Linked DNA regions of Mus musculus: region 1 is linked to region 2. A link is a contact called in public Hi-C data. All regions are on one chromosome and are shown on one strand. Each heading gives the region's core, a stretch centred on a gene start, on an enhancer-like site or on the middle of the called end of the contact. The rest is flanking DNA. Distances are from core to core; before and after follow the strand shown.

What was found. A called contact is a pair of places that touch in the nucleus more often than the background predicts.
Region 1: a contact with region 2 is called in a Hi-C map of the N1E-115 cell line, with 2.6 times the contacts expected there. The contact joins two enhancer-like sites. A contact is called at or near these places in 2 of 484 Hi-C or Micro-C datasets (the N1E-115 cell line and bone marrow-derived macrophages) and 1 of 115 datasets of contacts at active chromatin or transcription factors (large pre-B cells).

What each region holds. Positions count from the first base shown.
Region 1 is chr8:11,083,485-11,088,248 of GRCm38.p6, forward strand. No RefSeq gene overlaps it. Among named protein-coding and RNA genes, the nearest start is that of Irs2, 77 kb to the left of the region's middle. Within about 2 kb of position 1,602, at least 39 of the 459 cell types and tissues checked have an H3K27ac peak or open chromatin away from gene starts, as enhancers often do. A contact at or near this core is called in the N1E-115 cell line, where this site is marked.
Region 2 is chr8:10,603,350-10,607,978 of GRCm38.p6, forward strand. Myo16 (myosin XVI) reads left to right here. Exons shown (of 35, transcript NM_001319151.1): 34 at 1,441-1,532. Among named protein-coding and RNA genes, the nearest start is that of Gm32330, 68 kb to the right of the region's middle. Within about 2 kb of position 3,237, at least 33 of the 459 cell types and tissues checked have an H3K27ac peak or open chromatin away from gene starts, as enhancers often do. A contact at or near this core is called in the N1E-115 cell line, where this site is marked.

The DNA.
Region 1 (4,764 bases), core at 352-2,851, 480 kb after region 2:
ATCTAAAGGAGGAAGGGCTTTCTTTTCTCACAGTTTCAGTGGGTTCAGTCATGCTTGCTTCACCCCATGTGGTTGGACCAACATCATGGTGGTTGGAGCATGAGGTAGAGAGAAGTGTCTCACAGCATGGCTGATTGGCAGGCAGAGGCAGAGGAAACAATGGCAGTCCATGGCTTTTTCCTTTTTCCCCCTTTTGTTTTGTGTAGCCCTCAGCCATTCACTCAGGGTGCATCACAGTTCCTCACTGAATCTTCTATGGACATACTTTCACAGACACGCCCAGACGCCACACCAAATTCTTCACTGATTCTAAGTCTGATCCCAAGATGAATGGGTACAGAAGGAAATGAGCTCTGTGGTGGATTCACCCAGCAAACATTTATTTAACACATGCAAAGTTCATACGGCAGCAGGCAAGGCTCAGAGAGGACTGGAAATGCCCCGCATGCCCCAAATGATCATCTTCGAGAAGCAGCACGTGGCGGCTCAGAACTAGCCCTGCAGGCTCTTGAGGTGAGAAATGGTCCTGGATTTCCGTGGCTTCCACGTGTGTGCAGAAGCCCTGTGGACTACAGGTGGCTCCCTCAGAAACTGGAGAAGACGCTGCTCTAGGCTGCTTTGATCTGGGCCTGGTGCCTCTCATCTTATCTTTGCTCACCAGATGTAGTTTTCAAAATCTTAGGCACTTTATATTCAGCTTCAGCTGGGCCATTTTCTCTGGGCTATGAGATTAATCTGCCCTGCACAACATCTTCAAGACTGGCCTGTATCTTTGGCAGAACAGAAGCTAGCCACCCTCACTGGAGGATGGCCAGATCTCAGCAGCCACTTCCTGCCAGAAGATCACACCCAACTCTTTGTTTTCAGATGTGCTCACAGATGCAGGCTCTCCCTATCTCTGAAAGAGCCTAATTTTTCTGGGACTACTTCCAGGGTCAGATCTTTGGGGATCACTCTTGACTAACAAATGGCAAAAGTTCCCAGGCAGCCGTATGGCTGTGGTGCATAGCCAAGGCACTGCTATGCACTGCAGTTCATAGCTCAGGCTCTGAGTCTCCGTTTCTTGGGTTTGACTCTGACTAAATCAAATATTAATACTTCAGGTTTTTATGTCCAGTTCTTCACTGAAGCTCGAAAGTAGGAGTGGCCTATGCCACACAGGGATGTTTAGAGAATCAATATCGGTGACCACCATGTCAGTCTTCATTAAGTAACAGCTAGAGATGCTGAACAAAGAGGGAGGTGTTCACAGTAGGTTCTATCTACCTGGAGTCAGTGCAGTTCTCAAGAGGGCAGTGCCATTTAGAAAGACCACTGCTATCTGCCTCAAGTCTACTCTCTGAGGTCTGTGAATGATAAACCGCACTGAATGTCCTGGCTAAAACATAATATATCAAGATGCAGCAGGGACGTGTTGATTACAAGATATCTTTCCTTTTGTCCCCTATAAGTTCAGCACAGGAATAAGGAGGCTGTACTGGTACCAATGTTCCTCATAAGGTCAGCTGCTTTTCTGTCCATCACGGGGAACAGAAAGGACCATGACCCAGCGAATGAAGGAGTAAACATCCCTTCTCTTGTTATGTTTGCCGACCAGTTCTAGCTTCAGGAAGGGGAGAGCCCCAGAGGTGAATGCCTGCCAGTTCGGGGATGAAAACAAAGCTGGATGATTTGGTATCTTTGTGGGAGTGGGCTCTGCACCCTGATCTTGGATTCCTCTGCAGAGCATGCAGTGGGATTCACCCACAGCAGCTTCTCTGTTGGAATCTGAAGATTTAAAGACACCAGAGAGAGGCAGGGAGGCAAAATAGGGAGAATCAGCTGCTTAGATCCTGGCTGCTCTTTCTACTGCTTCCCAGGGACTCTCTCCAAGGGGGAATTGGTGTTGGTATGACTCACACTGGGGGGTGCTGTGGCAAGGTTCCCTGAAGCTCTCCGCCTTACACAACAGGCCTGTGGCTCCCTCTCCCAATTGTAAACACTCACTGAGCACTTTGGATGTACTTGGCAGTGGATGTAAGAGATGAAGGCAGTGTCTCTCCTCTGTGCCAGGGGCCTGAGGGATAATTATGGGTGACAACATACCTGACAGGGTTCTGAAAATCTGAAAGATCTCCACTGCCATTGCTGCAGATTCTGTTAGGCATGCTGGGCTTTCCCAAGGACAGGAAACAAACCATTTCAAAGCGCAGTTCTCAATGAGCCCGTTCCTGTCTATGCCCATCATCAGAACGTAAGGAGCCGGACAAGTGTATCTTCTGTTTACATTCCCCTCAGCTGACCAGGGTTGTATGTGTTTGCTGTGAAAAAATGCAATGATTTGAAGTGTAGACACACTGAGGACTTGTTGCTCCTAGATGGCTAAGAACCATCACCTCGTGTTGTAAGTCACTGCTCTCCGAGCCAAGCAGTGGCCATCTTGGGAGTTCATCTATACTACCCTCTTGCAGAAAGAGTATCCAATCTGGGCTTGCTGGTTGTTTACACCTCCTCATGGAGGGGTGGGAAGGGTCACCAGACCATCACATGAGAGTGCAGCCACTCTCTACCATCTGTGGTATACAAGTCTGCCTTAATGCCTTGTGCTCTTGATGAGGAATGAGAGTATACACACAAGGAAAGACTAGAAGAAGGACTCCCTCTATTTGGCTGCAGGTAAACCCTATCCCTGCTGAGTGAAAGCTTTCCAGGGTGGCCTGTTGTGGGGAGGGGCATCTAGACCCCTCTAAGTAACCAATGCTCAATTAACCTCTGGTTCTCCAGAGTGGACTTTGGCAGAATCCTGCTTTCTGTGTGTTTGGGAACCTCAGTGGGAGGGGTAGAGGTTTTTGTCTGGTTAGGAATTTCAGTAGTACCTCACACAGCTCTCCTTTTCATGAGAGCATGTATATGATCTCTTGACACTTGTCAAGAGTCCAGGCAGTCGGCCTTCACCCTGCTCACCGGGCTGTGAAGTAAAACTCTTGAACAACCTTTCTCATCTGCAACTGTGTGTTTCCTGACTGGCATCTCCCCAACCTCCTTCCTACAGCCATCCCTTCTATTGTATGCTAATTTTTTCAAAATGTGCATACTCATGCATGTGCATATACATGCGTGTGCATGTAGATCAGTGTATGTGTGTGTGTGTGTGTGTGCTCAGACTAATTACTTACCAGATAAGAATATCTTTAAGAAAACAAAGATCTCTTACTTAAGGAATTCTGCAAAGTGCATTTATGCATTATTCCAGCTAATGAAGGTAATTAGATAACAAAAGGTTACGGAGGGAGAAGCTATTAAATCAACTTTTTAGATTAAGGGTCTACAGGAGGACTCTTCCCCAAGGACCACACTAAGGCATGAGGAGAACTGCAATTGAAAGATGTATTTGCATGAATTTGCATCTGATTTGTATGCCATTAACATATTGTGGCTTGGCTCTGAAGTCCTGGGCAACTTCAAGTTTTAAATGTCCCTTAAAGTTCCCCATGTTGGCATTTCCAAGCAGGATCCTATAGTCTGGGTACCTGGTCCCTGAGGGATCATATGTGAATTGTCGTTGATTCCAAGCCAGCGAGCAAGCGTATATCAACAGCAAGCATCACCCAGAAACCTTTGCAAGTCTTTTTTTAAAAGATTTATTTATTTATTTATTTATTTATTTATTTATTTATTTATTTATTTATTTATTATATGTAAGTACACTGTAGCTGTCTTCAGACACTCCAGAAGATTTGAACTCCAGACCTTCGGAAGAGCAGTCGGGTGCTCTTACCCACTGAGCCATCTCACCAGCCCACCTTTGCAAGCCTTAATGAGAGGCATGGAAGGGGACCAGAGCTTAACGAGCTGGCTGTGCAAGCACAAGGACCTGAGGTCAGACCCCTAGAACTTACTTAAAGCAGAATACAGTAGGGTAACCCCAGTTCTACTTCAGGGAGATGGGAGGTGAGAACCAGAAAATCCTCTCAAAGCTCCTTGCCCAACTAGCTTAGTGCGTACAGAGTCAAAATGCACAAGGTTTTGCCTCCAACAAACACATCTGAAAGCTAGGCCTTCCACACAGGAGGTATGACACAAACATGCCTGCGCTCACACATGAACACACACACACACACACACACACACACACAGAGAGAGAGAGAGAGAGAGAGACTGAGACCAAGAGACTGAAAGAGAGGGAAGGGAAAGGGGGGAGGGTGAGAAGGATGGAAGGAGGGAGAGAGGAGGGAGAGAAAGGGGGGAGAGAACAGCTTAGAGAGACTCTCAGATAAGTCAGGAAGGAGCAGAATGCTCCTTCTAAATGCCCCCTCCCTCTATGTGTGTTCAGCCTGGTTATTAAATCACTGGGACCTACATAGAGCGTTTAAGACTCTAAGTCAGAAGTTCCAAATCTAGTACCCCAGGGAGCATGGCAAACACCGTCTCAGGACACTGTTGCTGTCCCCACTCAGACACCTCATTTACCTGTTTGAGACCTACAGACTCTGTTCTCAGCTCACGACCAACTCTACCCAAATATAAAGTGGTCCCAAGAAGAGTCAGATGTCAATCTTCTGCACAATTTTCTTGGCATTTCCATTCATCGGTATCTATAGATATCAATATTTATTGATCAAACAAAAATAAGACTTTCTTGTGGAGGGGCTGGAGAGATGGTTTCACTGTTAAGAGCACTTGGTGCTCTTACAAGAGACTAGAGTTTTGTTCCTAGCTCCTACTGAGAGGCTCGCCGCTACCTAACTCCAGCTCCAGGGCATCTGCCACATTCTCTTGCCTCTA
Region 2 (4,629 bases), core at 1,987-4,486:
CGAACCTAGGATAGCCCACCCCATCAAAGCTGGAACCCTAGAGAGCTCTGCATACGCTACAAAGCTTAACAGATTAGAGGGTCTCCTCTCCTCTGCACCCAGCAGTCCTTACTGCTTATATGACCTTGGAGACGAATGACCTTGTGAATCTGGCCAGTTTCAGAGACTTCCTACAACTAATGAGTTGTTGGCTTCCTGGGTCTTAACTAGTTTTGTTTTGTTTTGTTTTGACTTTCTGAGTCTTAAGGAGTTTCCCTCCAGGATGGAATGTTTCATACAGGAGGAAATGGCTACGGGAAGCATTGACAGGCCTTTTTCACACGGAGGCCTGTGTACGTTTACTCAGAAGGCAGACTGGCCCTCCTTATGTTGATTGGACACAGATCTCCCTGAGGAACTGGCACACTCCTGTAATTGGAAAAATGCACAGTGATTTCCTAATGATTTTTAATTTAGGAATCATGTATATGTTTAATCAATTAAACTGTGCTGGTTAATTATGTTTCCAGAGGAGATGAGTAATTGCTTCAGTATTTAAAGTTCTCTGGGTTGAATTCATTCCATGGGGCAGTTAGTTCTCCTTTTATCTGTTCATGTTTATTAATCAAGTCACTTGGGGCAGTACATGCTACCTCCATCATGGTGGCTCTCAATCATTGTAGGGGAACAGATCTGTCCCCAAGGTGCATTCAATAATGTCTAAAATCATTTTGATTGTCATGAGTCAGGGTGAATCCAGTGCGTAAAGACGAGGGATGCTACTGTTTATAATGCACAGGACAGACTTAGAACAGAGAATTATACAGGCCAAATGCCAAGGGTCAGAGACAGGCCTCTGCTGCACAGAATAATGAAGAACATCACCCGATGCCTCACAGGATGTCTGTGCCCTTTGCGGGAGGGGTGTGTGTTTTTCCTGAAAGGCCATGTTTACTTGGTCCTTAGCTAAGAGCTGGTAGGTTGTAATTGGTCAGTTTTACCTTCCTAGCTGCCCAGCATCAACTCTGGTTTCCATGGCACCCAGGTGGGCTCCTGTGTCACGTTTCTTCAGTCCCTGTTTTTCCTCTATTCTGCCCCGGCAGATGAAATGCTAACATTCATCAACATGCAGTTGGGAAACACTGTCAGCCTGCTTCTCTCTTCCTAGAAGTGCATTTTGAATTGTTTCTAGACTCTAGGAAAACGTCCCTCCTTCAGTCACTTCTGTGCTGATCTGACCTGTTTGCAGTTTTCTCCCTGGCAGTATCTCTCTTCTTTTGCTTACTGAAACTACAGTAGCCTCAGATATTCCCATCTAGCTGCAAAATTTAATATCTGCTATTGTCTAATGGGTTAGTGCACAGAATATGACACTGTCTAGTTAACTACATATGAACATTGTTTTTCCCTTTCGACAAGGAGGTGCAAACTCACTACAGCTCTGTGTGTCGACTTCTACAGGTTTAGCTGAGGACGATGGGTGCTCAAGGCTGTGTCTGAGTGGCATGGGGACTTCATCATTTCAGAGAAATCGGGAGAGCCACACCACCCAGGTAAGGACACCCTGTCCTCCCCACACAGCAATGAGTGTAGTAAAACCATGGCAGACAGCCACTGAGTCCTGTTGATGGGTCTCCTTCCTGGTCTGAGAACTCAGGTAGTTCTCACTGCTGTCTGTGTGCTTTGTCTGAACATCTCTCTCTCTCTCCTCCATCTCAGCTGGCTGCAATTTTCTGCTTGTTTTGGAAAAAGAACAATGTCCCTGAACAGCTAAAAGCAAGCATTTTTTTTTTAAGTAGCGTATTGTAGACATCATTTTGCTGTGGTTCTTTAAAATCACTAGCTGCTGGTGGTGATGGTATAAAACCTGCTGACAGGGATGGTGTTTTCTGCATTTGACTTGGGGTAAAGTAGAAGACTATAGGGACAAAGACTTGGAGGTGTACTGTGTGGGGGGCTTCCAATGTCTCTGTTAATTGTGCAAGCATGAAATCTAAGACCCAGGGAAAAGATGGATGTTGTAGCACGTGTTTAAACTTCATTGAAGGAGAAGCAGAGATGGGCAGATGGCCGTCATTTGCCGGCTAGCCAGCTTAGCCTTCCCAGTGAGTTTTAGGCCACTGTGAGACTCTGTCTCAAAAAATGAATTCAACATCTCCCGAGGAACAACACTGAAGGTTGACCTCTAACCTCTACATGCATGACCTCTAACCTCTACATGCATGACCTCTAACCTCTACATGCACGCACACAGACATGCACGTGAATCTGCACACACATGTGCCTGTGTACACCTTTGCACACATATGCATGCACTCATAAGCCCATGAACCCATGCACATACATACACACACAAGTACATGCATGATACCATTTACTGTGAGAATATGGTTAAATTAAAAAGCCTTGTGTGTTTGTGAGGATTACATGTTCATGCACACCCTTTTTAACCTTAGATATTACACCAAAATAAAGATTATTCGGGATAAAATAATACCCTGGTGGTTTTAGAATGCAAAGGAATGCAGGACGAAGCCATCTTGTGGCCCTAAGGTTAGCGTTCGGGGACATATTTGATGCCACGTAGGCACAGCCGCATTATGAGCTGAGATCTTTCTAAGTAGCACTGATGAGGTGGCGTGAAAAAAAAATCAATAATTTTAATCTTAAAAATAAATCTCTACAGTAGGCAATCTGTGGAAATCACTTGTGCTGATCTATAGGTGCCTCGGTGGAAAGGAAATGCTGATTGGTAGGGATAATAAATTGTCTTAATCCTGCTTGTGTTCCTGAGAGATGTGTCTGCTTTGCTCTGCAAGCCTTACAGATGCCCAGCATGTGGCCATTCCAACCTCCCTGCCCTGCACAGGGGCTGCCTGTGTCAGAGTTGACTCCCCTGTACTACTCAGAATGCGAACCTGCCTGCCCTCTCTCAGCCACTGCGCTGTGCTTCTGGCTCAAGGAGCAGGCTGGAAGTAGGTTTGTGAAGTGCAGGCTCTGGATCTTCCTGCCCATTCATGGGTTTAGCTAAAAGACAGAGAACCTTGGGGGAAGTTTGGGGAATTATTCTCATCTCCTATTTCCAAAGAGGCTTTTGCGAATATGAACCCTCCCCTGGAAGAAGTACTCAGTCATCTCACCCTGCTTCCCCCAAGCATGGAAATCCATGCTCCTTTGCTGTCGTGCTGACTGGGGGCACTCAAATGTACAGCAGATTCCTTACTGCCGAGAAGCTGTGAGTTATGGGACATTGTGGTTAAACTGCCACACGTCCCCAGGATTTATCTCTTCTCTGACATTTATAGAGGAAGTACAGACACAGTCAGGCGTGTCGCCTTTTAGATTTTCTGCCAGAACAATTCCACAGGAATTGCATAAAACCAGTGCTGAACGGCAGTGGGATTAAAGGGAACCGCCAAATGAATCCCATTCTGTGCTTTTGTAATTAGTGTCAACGACACCCATTTAATAAAGATAAAATGTGGTATAAAGAAGACAGAGAGTTGGTCATTTGGCAAGGGTCAGATGGCAAGTTCGCTGAGTTCATGGGCAAGTTAAAACCACATAGCCTGCTTCTAAGGAGTTAAACGTAAGCTGCTAAGGGGGAGGCTGGGCCTTACCTCATTCTCCGTGTGCTTGAACTTATGTGGAAGACCACAGTGGACGCTCCTGGTCTTGTTTGGTTGGTTCTGGTCTCCCTCTACCATCCCTCAGCTACTCTGATGAATCAAAGGAAGACACTGGCTCTCTCCTTTCACTGTTTCCACAGCAAGACACACACATGTGGCAATGAGTCATGGTTTGCCTTAGAGACAAGGTAAGAGACCTAAAATGCAAGGCATGAAAAGCTCAGCCCCTCCATGTGTGCTCTTTGGTTGGTGATTTAGTCCCTCGGAGCTCTGGGGAGTCTGTTTGGTTGATATTGTTGGTCTTCCTATGGGTTTGCAAACCCCTTCAGCTCCTCCAGTCCTTCCCCTAACTCCTCCATTGGGGACCCCGTACTCAGACCGATGGTTGGCTGCCAACATCTATCTCTGTATTGGTCAGGCTCTGGCAGAACCTCTCAGGGGACAGCTATACCAGGCTCCTGTTAGCAAGGGCTTCTCTGTATGGGTGGGTGGGTGGAGGAGCTCCCTCATAGAAGCAGGAGGGAGGGAGGATGTGTGTGCACGTGTGTGTTTGTGGAGAGGAAACCAGGAACGGGGATAACATTTGAAATGTAAATAAATAAAATAGCCAATAAAGACTAAAAGAAAAAAGAAAAGCACAGCCCCCTTTGAGGACTTCCGGAATGCAGCAGAGGGATGTTAGAAGTCTGCTGTCTACCAGTCCAACTTTTCTTCAGATTTGCTGACCTAATGTTTCCCAAATAGCTGTACCCACTGGTGAAGTCCAGAGTTCATTCCGTCTGACTGACACTGAATACATTGTTACTAGCCATACAATCCATTTGTTTTCAAATGTGTCTTCTCTATACCAGGCATACAGTCTCCAAGATTATTGTGTTTGGTGCCCAGTGTTGAATCCTGTGCGTTGCAGGAAAGCATGTATTTCATAACGGATCCTCACCTCAGCACTTCTCAGGGCATGTGTGTGTGCGTGGGCATGTGCATGTGTGTGTATGTGTGTACGTGTGTGTGCGTTTCTGTG